Regions from separate parts of the Mus musculus genome. Here regions 1 and 2 are each linked to region 3. A link is a contact called in public HiChIP or PLAC-seq data. All regions are on one chromosome and are shown on one strand. The core of a region is the stretch at or near the end of the contact, and the rest is flanking DNA. Distances in the headings are between cores, read along the strand shown.

Region 1 (4,096 bases), core at 1,503-4,002, 190 kb before region 3:
TAGGCTAAAATCCCAGCCATTCTCCTGCTTCCAGCAGTGCTGGGTCACAGGCACAGGTGAAAGCATAACCACCCATGAAGAATGTTAGGATCTGAACTCAGGCCCTCATGCGCATGCCCCAAACCCTCTGCTTTCCTTGTTTCTCTTTCTTTGAGACAGGGTCTATATAGCCAAGGTTGGCTTTGAACTCTCTGGCCTAAAACTCACGGAGGTTGTCCCGACTCAGCTTCCTGAGTGCTGAGATTATAGGTGTGAGGCAACATGCCAGATTTCCCAAACCTCTTCCAGTACTGTGCAAGCAAGCAGTATATGCTGATCTTTCAGTACTGTGCACACAAGCAGTATAAGCTAAAGGACACTCTGGGGTCCAAGCTGTGCTTTCTCCTTACAAAGAATTATATCTCAGTGGTTGAGCACAAATCTAGCATACAGGAGAACCAACGTGCATCATCTTCCAAGTCATTAAAAAGACTCTCTCTCTCTCTCTCTCTCTCTCTCTCTCTCGTGTGACAGAGAGAGAGAGAATATTTTTGTGTTGTCTTCTTATGATCCAGTATAAAACCAATCAGTCAGTACTTTATAGGTTCTTAAAATTAATAAAGACTTTTATTTTCATGAATGAATTGATTTAAACATTACAAGCAAGCACAGGGGGTGAGCGCCCCGCCCAGGCTACACTTAAAGCTGTGTTCATCACTGGACTCCCAGCTCTGGCATCCCTCAGCTTCCTCCACAAACATGCCTGAGTCTGGAGGAGGAGGCATGGAGCAAGCTCAGACAGGGTGGCAGCTCAAGATCCAGTTAACCCAACCAAACTCTGTCCCTAATGTCACACTCCGCTGACAAAATAAACTCAAGCCTCCTTTAAGTGGCTTGCCCAGGGTTGCAAGGCTGCTCACAGGCAGAGCCCAGCGTTTGCATCTGTTCAAAAAAAACCCTTTGCTCTTTCTTCTAGACCACAGTGGCCTCTGGGGCTGTGCTCAGTGGTCTGAGACTCAGAGCCACAACATCCATATGCCACTTAATTTCTACTGTGACATTTGCCTCCTGTCTCCCAGAAAGGAACAGCCTGTTGGCATCTTTTTGTCTTTGAGCCCCATCCTGTTTCAGTCAAACGCCTGCGGCTGAGAGCAGCTCTTCTGCAGCCTGGGTCCTTTAGGCCACCTCAGCAGTAGGTGTTCCCTGGTGATGCTGACCCCTCTTTTCTGCTGCCTGAATCCTCACTAAGGGATCGTGATTGTCACGCTAGGCTGTGTGGAATGCTGCCCACACTGAGCCTTGACATAAAGCTATTCCTGAAGGCTGGTTGGAAACTCCTCAAAGCCCTCTCCTTGATATTTTGAAAGACTCAGCCTCCTTTGCTTTCCATCCACCCCATTTTGCCCCCTCCACGCCCCCCCCCCCCCGTCCTCTTTTATTCTTCTTGGTTCTGTAGAAGAACACTCAGAAGCCAGTTATTAACAGACTTGCTCTGTGGGCACAGAGATCTTTCTTTCTTGTTTTGAGGTAGGGTCTTGCTATGTAGTCTAGGCCAGCCTCGAACTTGTGATTTTTCCTGTCTCTGCCTCCAGAGTTGGCATGAGCCATTTTGATAGGATAAGGCCTGGAAGTTTTGTGTCCCTTGCCTGTACAGTGAAGTAATTTAATGATATTTTGGGTGACAAGGACTTCAGGGTCCTTGAAAGGACTGGTCTTAAGATTTCAGGAAGAGAACAGATGCCAAGACATGCAAAGCACCTTAAAAATATAGGCAACTCCTTTCACTTCACAATTACTAAACCCAAGGATCAGGGGTAGGGGGCTGGGATCTTCCTGAGTTAACCACTGGGCCAGCAACTCCGCGGGGCCTAATACAGGTTTCCTTGCCCGGCCGAGTGCCTTTTCCATTACACTGGCTGCGCCTCAGTAACCCCACCTCCGAAAGTGCTAACGCAGTTCCCTCCCAGTGCCTACCCAGGCGGGGTGGGGCCCCCTCCGTGGCATGGAACAAACCGGGAAAACCACATATTCCAACTTCCAGCACACAAAGGCTGGTTGGCCGTGGGGGCGGGGTGGGAGGACCGGAGCTAAGACTCACTACTCAGAGATCCTAGGATTCTGAGGAGAGCTTCTAGATTGCCTTCTCAAGGAGGCCACCCTACTTTGTCCCGTGTCTCCTGGGCGGTGGCGGCATGGGGGCATCCTGCTTGGAGACCTCCCTCAAATAAATGGCCTGTTCTAGCTCCAGTGTCCCACCCCTTAGCTGCCCACGGAAATCTTGGAGGGACGGTCTTTTCCTTTCCTCTTTCCCCTCCGCCTCCTAAGCGTCACACAGTTTGGTTGATTTGGGTCATCGCCCCCTCTCCACTTCCAGTCTATCTCACTCCGGGCACTTTCCTTTAGTCCACCGTCCCACACCTTGGTAGGGAAAACGCGCTCCAAAGCTAGCCCATTAAAAGTGCACGACTTCTGCCCGGCCGGCCGAAGGAGCTCCCGCAGCCTGGCATTCCTCGGATTCCAGCGCTGTGACGTCCCTGGGGACCGTGCGCCCGCAGCGGGGGAGCCCGGGCTCCTCTTTTCAGCGCAGGGCGCGCGTCCCCGAGGCTGGCGCGCGCCCTCCCCGGACGCATTCCTGGCCCGCCCAGCGAGCGCCCCGCGCGCTCCCCGCCTCCTGGCCCCCAGCACTGCGGAGCAGAGCCCGGGGCGGGGGAGCGCGGCCAGCGGCGCCTGCTCGTCCCCTCCCACCCGGCCCCTTCCTCCGCCCTCCCCGGCCGCTCGCGCTTCCTGGCGCTCGGGCTCTCCGGAGGCTCAAGTTCTGCACAACTTCTCCCGGCTGCCCAGCGCCTCGGCCGCGGGCCCGGCCAGCTAGCTGCGCTCCTCGGCTCAGCCGTCTCGTCCACAGGGCAGGTCCTCGTGGAGCATCTGGTACCAAGTGGCCGCTGGCGGTCCCTCTCTGCGCCCCACCTCTCTGATCGCCCGGGTCCCCTCGCGTGGGACGGCGGTGCTTAGGTTCTTGGCCCTTTCTCCTCCCCGGTGCGCCCGGCGCGCCGGCCGCTGCGTAACCCTCCCTGCGCCCCTCCTCTGCCAGCTCCTGGAAGCCAGTGGTGGGGACCCAGACTCCCTGATGGTCAACGTGCGGCACCCGGGGCACTCCCGGGCCATGTAAGCAGGTAAGCTAGCCGGTCGGGAGCAGATACTCCAGGCAGAGCCAACTTCGTTCGCCGCCGGGGACGCCGGGATGCGCGGTGGGGGCGCCAGGTGGCCGGCCGCCGGTTCTCTTCGCTAGCAGTGCTCGCTCGTCCGGGATTGAGCTGGAAGGGGAGCGCGGTCTGGGACTCGGATTCAGCCAAAACATCGCCTCCAGCTCCTGTTGTGTTTGCGAGCAGGGGAACAGAGCGCAGAGCCCAAAGCTTGTCCTGTGCCTCTGTGGGCACTGGGTTTGTGAGGGGGTTCTTGTGCCCTCTCCCCAATACCTCAGCCTTGATACCAAACTCCTGAGTCTCTTGGCCCCGGCTTGGGTGATCCTTACAGGCGCGCAGGGAAAAATACCTTCATCTCAGACCAATCTCCAACTCGAACTTTGCAAGTTCTGAGAGTTAACAGCCCCTTTCCCACGTGACGCCACATCTAGTTTTAAATCTTTGGGAATGGTTTTCCTATCTTTTCTGGGAGGAATTGATGTGCGCTGTCACTATCCCGCTTTGCCCTTCTTCCTTTGGTTTGAGGAGATATTGGGGTCTTGAGTTTAGTTGGTTCACGGATTAGCTGGGTCCTACTTAGGCGAGTTCAGACTGCTGCTGAATGGGTGTATGTATGGTCAATTTCCAAAATGCGTTAATTTCTTGAAATGGATTTCCTCCCTCATTAATTCAACAAACTCAGTGGTGAGTCTTCCCCTGTGCTAAGAGATCACATTACAAGAGTCTGCAGCACCCTGCAGGCAGCCGTGGGCGGATGGGGACATGTGCTGTGAGAGAGGGGTTCTGAGACTCTTGGGAAGGCCAGGCCCTGGAGGAAAGGGGTTACCTTCGTTGAGGGAATGATGCTCAACTTAGGAGTGGTTGAGGGACCGCATTCCAGAGGAGGGAACAGCTTGGGCAAAGTGAGGGGCGCGGAG
Region 2 (3,916 bases), core at 1,135-3,634, 180 kb before region 3:
AATCTTTAAAAATACAAAGTAGCTCACCTGGGATGCCATGCCCCTCTCGGCTGCTCTGAAAGGGAAGGTACAGCGCAGAGGATGTTCACAGTACCGTGGACCTGGGTAACAATTTTCTTTAGTATTTTTGTTGTTTCTGCTGCTGCTGAATTCCAAGACCATGGACACTTGCTTGGAGTGTGAAAAAATAGACTTCAAGAGCACTTCCTTAAGGTTATTGTCCCAGCTTCACTGCTTGTCATAGGATGGTGGCCTGAGATCTTGGTTGTCATCTTGCCTGTCTTCCGTAGATGGCGTAGAGCTTACCCTGAGCTCTTATGGACTGGGAAGCCGGTTTGAGAGACATGCAGATGCAGCTGTAGGAGCAAGGATGGGAGAGCTGGGTGCAGCTGTGGAATCCTTGGGCGCTTTATGGTTGTGGGAAGCATGAATAACATCTCCACAGACGTTACAGAGTGAATAAAGGTGCCTTGTGTGGGAGAAAGCAGGCATCCTGGAAACCGGAGAGAGGATGGCCTCCCTGTAAACTGTTGGCCGGGAAGACCCTGGAGGTCCCTACAGTGATGACAGCTGTTGCTTTTGCTTGTGTGCCAGGATTGGATGCTAAGACTGTTGCTGAAGACAGCAAGCTTTGGTCTGACTCTTTTGGGGGACCCTACAGTAGTGTGATAACCAGCTCACCTGTGCTCAGGGAATGCATTGCTCCTTCCAGACTGGTCATGGTCCATTGGCTTGTCTCATAGCTGATTTTACATCCCGTCAGGTTGATAACGGCTATCACCCTTCTCCCCTGAAGCATGGCCGTGAGGATTGTTCACATACATTTTTCTAGTTCTTGTTGAATTTCCTTTAGGGTAGATGTCCATGAGCTAGATTGTTCTGAGGGTTTTAGTGATTCTCTAGTCTTACTGATACAATGGGATTCAGTCATTGGTTATAAAGATAAAGGTGACCCACCCACCTTTTTAGAGCACTGATGGATGCTCTTTCAGATCTGGCTTGCTCTCCGTCTCTGTCTCTGTCTCTGTCTCTCTCTCTCTCTCTGTGTCTCTCTCTCTGTCTTTGTCTCTCTCTCCCTGCCTCTGTCTCTCTTTCTTCATTCACTTCTTTATCTATTTATTTTTTACATAGCGTTTTATAATGTAGAAGTAGTTTATCCCAGTAAATAGTTTATGTGATCCCTTGCTTTCATGTATTTACAGAAGATGAGGGTTGTTTGTTTGTTTGTTTTGCTTTGTTTTGTTTTGTTTTGTTTTTCGCTTCCAGGGCTGGGATTGAACTGGGAGCATTTACATGGTAGTTGGCGCCCACCTCTGAGCTTCAGCACAGCCCTTCTTGTTCCTTCTTCATAGTCTGCAGAAGAAATTGACGCCTCTGCCAGATACCCAAAGGCAGAGTGGGCCGTTCACTGGGCTGACTGTTGTACTGGCTGCTCCTTCTCCTTGTGGTCATGACTTTTTCCATCATTTAAAGCAGAAATATCTTCTCAGCTAAAAAATTTGAGGTCAAATTTTTCTGTGTCATGCAGGCTGCTCTTAGATCCCTGACCTTAAGTGGTCTTCCATCCTGAGCCTTCTCAGTAGCTCGGAGTCAGTCTGTACTGCCACACCTAGAAATATTTATACTACAGATAGTATATAAAATATATATATATAGCTAAAATTATTTACAATGATAGTATTAAAGTAGGGATTAAAAATATATGTGTGTGTACATATAGATATCATACATTTCGTTGCTGGAAAGAAACTTATAAGGCATCATATCACAATTTTTGTGTGCTTGCTGGCTTGCTATCTATAGAGATCACTAATATTTTCTGAGTTTTCTATAATTTCTTTTCATGTAAAAATTACCGGCTAGCCTATAGCTTGACATAGTTCCATGACAAGGTACTGTCATCAAACTTTTTTTTTTATTGTTGATTTTTTTGCTTTTTTTTGTTTTGTTTTTCTTTTTTCTTTTTTTTTTTTTCTTCATCTTGATAAGGACATGGGTTTCAGCACCTTGGTGGCTGACATTTGTTCCTCCTCTGGAGCTCTCAGCTTGATGAAGCTCACTTCTCACCATTTTCATTACAGGAGTCACATAGGACAGCACCTTCCGGGCTGTGTTCTCTCCCGACCCCACAACAGTGTAGTGCAAATCATGGCTTTTCTTGTCTTTTGTTTGTGTTTTGAGACAGGATCTTGGGTAGCCCAGGCTGGGCCTCCCACTTGCTACATAGTAGATGACTTTAAACTTCTGATCCCCCCTCCCCCACAGCTTCTACCTCTGGCATTCTGGGATTGCAGGCCTGGTTTATGCAGCACTGCGGACTGTACCTAGGGCTCCCTGCATGCTAGACAAAGCACTCTGTCAGCTGAGCTGCATCCCAGCCAGGAATCACATGATTTGCTTAGAGCTGCTATGCTGAGTTCAAGCGTCCTGCCTGCTCACACCCATCAAGGCAGCCTGTAACACATGCAGGAGCCCCAAATTATTGGCTGGAGGATCCAGGCTTCCCCTTCAGCCTTTCCAGACAAGCCACAGGGACATGGGGTGTGTGGTAGGATGGGGGGCAGACATGAACATGGGTAACTCCATCTTGTGTTGTACTGTAATTGATTGAACCCTTTTCTTGGAGTCCAAAGCTTGGAGCTAGTCTAGTTTCAACAGTGTGAGTAAGGAATCGGGTAAGCACTGTGGACTACATGACATTTCCTTTACTTGGAGTGCATTGCCCCTGGGGTATGGTTTCCAAAGTGGACTCTGGGTCAGAGGACAAGCCTGGCAGATCTTGTTACATGGGCAGACTGCTCCCTGGAGCACTGTCAACTTAAGGTGCAGTTATTAATATTATTAAATGTGCAGCCTTCTCGGTACCCTGATTGCCCTGGGTTTTGCAACTACTAATTGCTTGTGGTATCTTAAAACCAAAAGATTTAGAAAAGTTGATATTTTCTTATTCAGTTGAGAAAAATAAGGGTGATTAACTTTGTTTCCTGCTTTCTGAAAGTCTTTTTAAAAAAATTGATTGATTGATTGATTGATTGATTTATTATTAGATATTTTCTTTACTTACATTTCAAATGCTATCCCGAAAGTTCCCTATCCCCTCCCCCCGCCCCGCTCCCCTCCCCACCCACTCCCACTTCCTGGCCCTGGCTTCCCCTGCACTGGGGTCTGAAAGTCTTTATTAAAAAAAAAAAAACAAAACAAAACCCTCAGGCTTTTGCTTTTGTCTCTTTGGCTTTATGTGTTTTTTTCTCAGTAACTATTTTTTTTTTAATCTTAAATTTCTTGGGCTTTTGAGATAGCGCCTCATATATCTCAGGCTGACCTAAACTTTCTTTGTAGCCAAAGATGACCTTGATGATTCTCCTGTCTCCGCCTCTGGAATGCTGGGTTTACAAGAGGGTACCACATGCTTGGCTTTGGTAGCTGTTCCTGGAAACACATCTCGTCTTCACCCGGATATTAAAGCGCAACCGTAGAAAAGCAAAAGCATCAGGGTTCTAAGGGGTAAAGGGCAAGTGCAAAGGGGACCACTGCATCCACAGGGGACCTCACTGCATCCACAGGGGACCACTGCATCCACAGGGGACCTCACTGCACCCACAGGGGACCTCACTGCACCCACAGGGGACCTCACTGCATCCACAGGGGACCTCACTGCACCCACAGGGGACCTCACTGCACCCACAGGGGACCTCACTGCATCCACAGGGGACCACTGCATCCACAGGGGACCTCACTGCACCCACAGGGGACCTCACTGCATCCACAGGGGACCTCACTGCATCCACAGGGGACCTCACTGCACCCACAGGGGACCTCACTGCACCCACAGGGGACCTCACTGCACCCACAGGGGACCTCACTGCATGGTTGCATCTTGTGGTTTGCTCCTCTCTTGCCTCGCGCGGTATCCTTT
Region 3 (4,463 bases), core at 1,431-3,930:
TCGGGCTCTCTCCCACACTCAGCATCCTCGTTATACAGCAGTCCAGGAGCAAGAGAATAAAGATCAAGAGGGAGACCTCGGTCCTAGAGGAAGAATAAATATTCTAGTATATTCTAGTCAACCCCTGGTCACAGCTGAGCCTTTCTTTCTGAAGCCAATAAAATTGAGTCAGAATGTCCAGTTTTCAGTTTGAAATATATATATATTTAAAGAATGTGTAAGAACTGTGTGTAGATGTTAACCAGGGACCAAAACACGTACACAGACATATGGGCAGGTGGGTGGGCAGGCGTGCATATGTATGTATATATGAGGGATAGCTCTCACCTAGAAGTTACTTATATTTTTAGGAGTTGCCTTCTAGCAGCTGAGGCAAAATCTGCATCTTCCCAAATGTCACCTACCAAGCTGAGAAAATGTGATACTAATTTAAAACTGCCAGAAGGGGGAATAAAAAAATTCCTGGCACTAAGAATCCTATTTTGTAGAGAGCTTAAAAAATAACATTCTACCATTATTTCTCGGTTAATATAACATGCTCACTCCTGGAGAAATAGTTTTTCTTCCCAAGTGAGTTAAATTATAACATAGTAGATGTGGCATGAGACCCCGGGAGGCTCATCTATCTTAAGTGATAATACTATACTTCTAGCACAAAAAAGGACAGCGCAGCTTTTTTCTGGGGGCATGACACATGAACCGACACGCACCCCACCTGTAACATGCTCCTGAAACTCCACAGAGCTGTGCATCCCCCCCTTTAATACACAAGAACAGGTCAGGCCTCAGTCACACACAAGTAGGAGATGGAGTAACACAGTCTTAGAACGATCTAGCAAAACTAACCAGATTTTACGGCAACCACGGGATGCGGTACGAAGATTTCTCTAGGTGCACGGATCTTGTGAGTTTTATTTCTTGGGCAATATTTTAGTTGAGTTCCAAGTTCTGACTGTTACATAAGCCAAACAGAAGAGATTGGTTGACAATGGAATGGCAGCCTGGGGGGCCCAGGAGAGGGAACTGAGGCAAAATTAGTGACATTAACAAATGTCAAGGGGAGTGGGGGGTTAGCTGTCACAAATGACAGGATTCCTGAGGCTGGGTGATTTGTAAGGGTACTTCTGGAAGCTTGTGTGTCTTTGTACAATCAGGACACTCCCAACAGGAGAGAAGCACGCCTCAGCTGTCAACGCAGATATTTAATTTCAGGAGGAGAGAACTGGCCACGAGTCCCTACTACGCACTCCGCAAGGCCCACGCCTCTCACCGCACACCAAGCGCCAGGACCCCTGACGGAGGCCCCCTCTGTGCTGGGTGACCCGCTTTGCTCCTTTACTGCAGACACCCACACTGCTGCAGACTCCCAGCCACAGCGAGGCTCAGAAGATCAAGGGACCAGTTGCAGCAGCCTTTTTAACTTTGGGAAAACCCAATGCTCACTTCACTCAAACGTCGCAAAGTGGTGCCATGACCCTTTAGCTCTTGGCTCGCCAATTCAAAGAGGCACATCACATACAGCCCTTCCGCTGCCCACGGCACGCTTCTGCGTCTAGTTCCTTTCCAGGTCCCCCCCAGCGGAAGACAGTTCTGGCAGGGAGTCCGGCCGAGATTACTCTAATATGCAACCTTTGTCCATTCTTTTGTTGTCTTATTGTAGAACGAGGCGCACGAGTCTGGGAGGCTGAGAGCTTCGTGGAGTGCAGGACTGGGGGCAGCCCGCAAGAGGTACCTGCAGAACCCCAGGTTAGCTTAATCTAGCCCACCATCTCCACTTCAAAGGTGATGACACTGACCTTCAAAGCAAGTCAGGCAGGGTTCCTTCCTCAGGCATCCACAGATGGCCTGGGACAGGCTCAACTCCAAAGCCAGACCCCCTACCTCAGCAAACTTAGGAAGCAAGGAAGTGGGTGGGCGGGACGTGTCAGTCCTGACAGGCCAGGCTCCAGCCCCTAATTAGTGCCTTGTGTATACACAGCTACCCTTCCTCTCTGGGCTTTAGTGTCCCAACAGTAAAATGATCTCTTCTCGGCCTTTAAGATAAAGTGTGTCTGTAAAATGAAGACACAGGGTGGGATGGGGGAATCCCAACGCACCTTCCTGATCCGCAACTACCTTAAGGCTTAGCATGTGGCCGTGGATACAGCATCTACACACTCAGGACATGTATGAAGTAGTACAATCAAATATTCTCCCAACAAACTGTGTCCCCTCATCCCAATCCACGGAGCCCAGTCTCATAGGCGTGTCTGTTCCATAGCTTCCCTCCTCCAGAATGACCGGAAGCGTCCCTGGCTGATCGGGTCATCACTCCCTAGGGGGTGGGGGAGCCGCCCATCTCAGGACAGCTCGGGAGGCCTCGGGACCACAGAGAACCTAAGCTAGAACGGACACGCGTGGGGCGGCGCAGGTCCGGCTGCGGGGCAGGCCGTGGCTCAGCGGACGCGGCGCACGTGGCTCCGCGTGGCCCCTCCCGCCCGCACGGTCCCCGCGTACCTGGCGAAGCAGCACTCGCAGTGGTGGCCCCGCTCGCCCACGGTGAGCACGCAGGCGTAGGCCGGGCAGGAGAAGAGGAGGTCGCCCACGTGGAAGGGCCGCAGCGCGCGGAGCCCCCGGCCCTTGCCCGCACTGCAGAAGCGCTCCAGGCCGCCGCGGGCCTCGGCGCGCATGCTGGCGGCGCTGCGGCTGCGCGCTGCGGGGCACGCGCGTCACGGGAGGGAGGGAGGGAGCGAAGGCAGGTCTGCCGCGGCCGCCGGCCTTCAAGGAACTCGGCGCTCTGCTCGGGGCGGGTGCTGTGCCCTGGCCGCGCCCCGGAGCGCGGGGCGGGAGGGCGGTGCGCAGGGCGCGCGCACGGGAGTCCGCCTGCACCCGCCAGGCTGCGCTGCCCGGTGAGGAAGGCTGGAGTCCCAAGCCACCCAGGCCACCACCCGCTGTGCCCGCAGACAGCGTCCCCACTAAGATCCCGGGTGGTGGAGCAGGGAATGAATGAGTGTGGTTTGCAGTTGAGCTGTGCGTGCTAAAAAACACAGTTCTCACCTCCCAGGGAACTTAGAGAGAGTTCATTCTGGAGCCAATAGGAGGGGTCATGGCCAGGTTTGGGTTACCCCAAAGTCTACGTTCCAACGTTGTAACAATTTGATTAAAAAAAATTCCATAATAACAGAAAAAGAAAGTCATAAATCAAGACGTCAAAAATATGTCGGTGGGACCCCCCAGGTAGGCTGGCTGCAGAAGGGAGGGAACCTCAGCTACAGGCCTCAGATGCAATCTGACTGCACTCTCAATGTATGGCTTGATTATGTTCCAGGCGGTTTTACCTGTTATTCACGAGCTGGTAGGTTAGACACAGGATAGGCAACGGGTAGCTATTAAGGGAACTGGAGAGGGCCCAAGGAAAACTGCCAATAAGCTCCAGACATTGCAGCCTCTCCGCAAAGGTTGAAGTTCAAGTCGGTTAATTAGCTTTGCAGAAAGAGGGTCAGTGCCAGCTGCAGGTTTGTTTTTTTTTTCTCTCCAGCTTTCGTTCACAGGGCAAATCATAGAATGGGGGATTTGGAACCCGTGAATAAAATTTCTTTAGTGATAATATGAATAAGCCTTCCTCCAAGGAAAGGGCACCGTGGGTATGGGTTCTTTGGCCCATTTTTATTTTTTATTATTACCCTTTTTTTTTGTAAGTATGAGTGCATGTGTGCGAGCATACCCCTGTATGTGTGCTGGAAACATGTGTAGAGGTCAGAGGGCAACTTGCAGGAGTGGGTTCTCACCTTTTACCACATGGGGCCTGTGTCTGATTTGTCTGTCAGGTTTGGTGGTAGGTGCCTTTATACTCTGAACTATCTTGTAGGTCCATGTATCCATTTTAGTAACCATGGACATCACTGGACTATAAACTTGGACAAAGTGTAGGCCTGGATCCTTCAATTCCACGTAATAATAACCCTTCATTACTGGGTACCATTGAGCTAATGTGCTTATTTAACACATCTTGCTTACCTTAAAATAGGTGTAAGATTTGGGAAACCCTCTTCCATACCCTACTCACCTGTGACAAGCAACATTCTCAGGTAGGTTTGTGCCTAGAGCCCACTCTGCCGTCTGCTGGAAGCATTTTCTCAAATCTTGAGACTTTCTAAAGATGCCCACCTATGTAGATCTGCAGCGTGTTTTTTTGGATTCATTTTGGCTTGCTTTTTAGCATTCTGATTTGCGGAAGGATATCTTAGCAGTACAAAGAAGAAAAGACATAGAAATAAACAAACAACATGTTTGTAAACTCAGTACATGGTTTACTCTTCCAAGAACTCACTGCAGAGTTTGAGAAATGTGTTCCATTACACACACACACACACACACACACACACACACACACACACACACCTTTCTCCTACTGCGTGTTTTGTTTTGAGACGGGCTGGCCTCAACCTCCCTAAGTACCAGAGAATGACCTTGGGTTTTGAATC

What was found. HiChIP or PLAC-seq counts read pairs in DNA pulled down with a chosen protein or histone mark.
Region 1: an H3K4me3 HiChIP or PLAC-seq map of embryonic stem cells shows a contact between it and region 3, with 26 read pairs. The contact joins the promoter of Ptpn14 here to the promoter of Smyd2 in region 3. A contact is called at or near these places in 17 of 39 promoter capture datasets (the 3T3-L1 cell line, the HPC-7 cell line, HPC-7-derived erythroid cells and 10 more), 11 of 484 Hi-C or Micro-C datasets (cardiomyocytes, embryonic stem cells, granulosa cells and 3 more), 24 of 115 datasets of contacts at active chromatin or transcription factors (the 230-238 cell line, the SCID.adh cell line, bone marrow-derived macrophages and 14 more) and 4 of 9 other capture datasets (adipose tissue, embryonic stem cells, liver and 1 more).
Region 2: an H3K4me3 HiChIP or PLAC-seq map of embryonic stem cells shows a contact between it and region 3, with 13 read pairs. The contact joins the enhancer-like site here to the promoter of Smyd2 in region 3. A contact is called at or near these places in 14 of 39 promoter capture datasets (the 3T3-L1 cell line, the HPC-7 cell line, HPC-7-derived erythroid cells and 9 more), 2 of 484 Hi-C or Micro-C datasets (cardiomyocytes and nephron progenitors), 5 of 115 datasets of contacts at active chromatin or transcription factors (embryonic basal ganglia, embryonic forebrain, embryonic stem cells and 2 more) and 2 of 9 other capture datasets (adipose tissue and pancreatic islet).

The regions. Positions count from the first base shown.
Region 1 is chr1:189,725,516-189,729,611 of GRCm38.p6, forward strand. It overlaps Ptpn14 (protein tyrosine phosphatase, non-receptor type 14), which reads left to right and starts at 2,753. Exons shown (of 19, transcript NM_008976.2): 1 at 2,753-3,149.
Region 2 is chr1:189,742,772-189,746,687 of GRCm38.p6, forward strand. The region is part of intron 1 of Ptpn14 (protein tyrosine phosphatase, non-receptor type 14); the gene reads left to right. Among named protein-coding and RNA genes, the nearest start is that of Ptpn14, 16 kb to the left of the region's middle. Within about 2 kb of position 2,385, at least 25 of the 459 cell types and tissues checked have an H3K27ac peak or open chromatin away from gene starts, as enhancers often do. A contact at or near this core is called in adipose tissue and embryonic stem cells, where this site is marked.
Region 3 is chr1:189,919,611-189,924,073 of GRCm38.p6, forward strand. Smyd2 (SET and MYND domain containing 2) reads right to left here and starts at 2,681. Exons shown (of 12, transcript NM_026796.2): 1 at 2,497-2,681. The coding sequence starts at 2,669.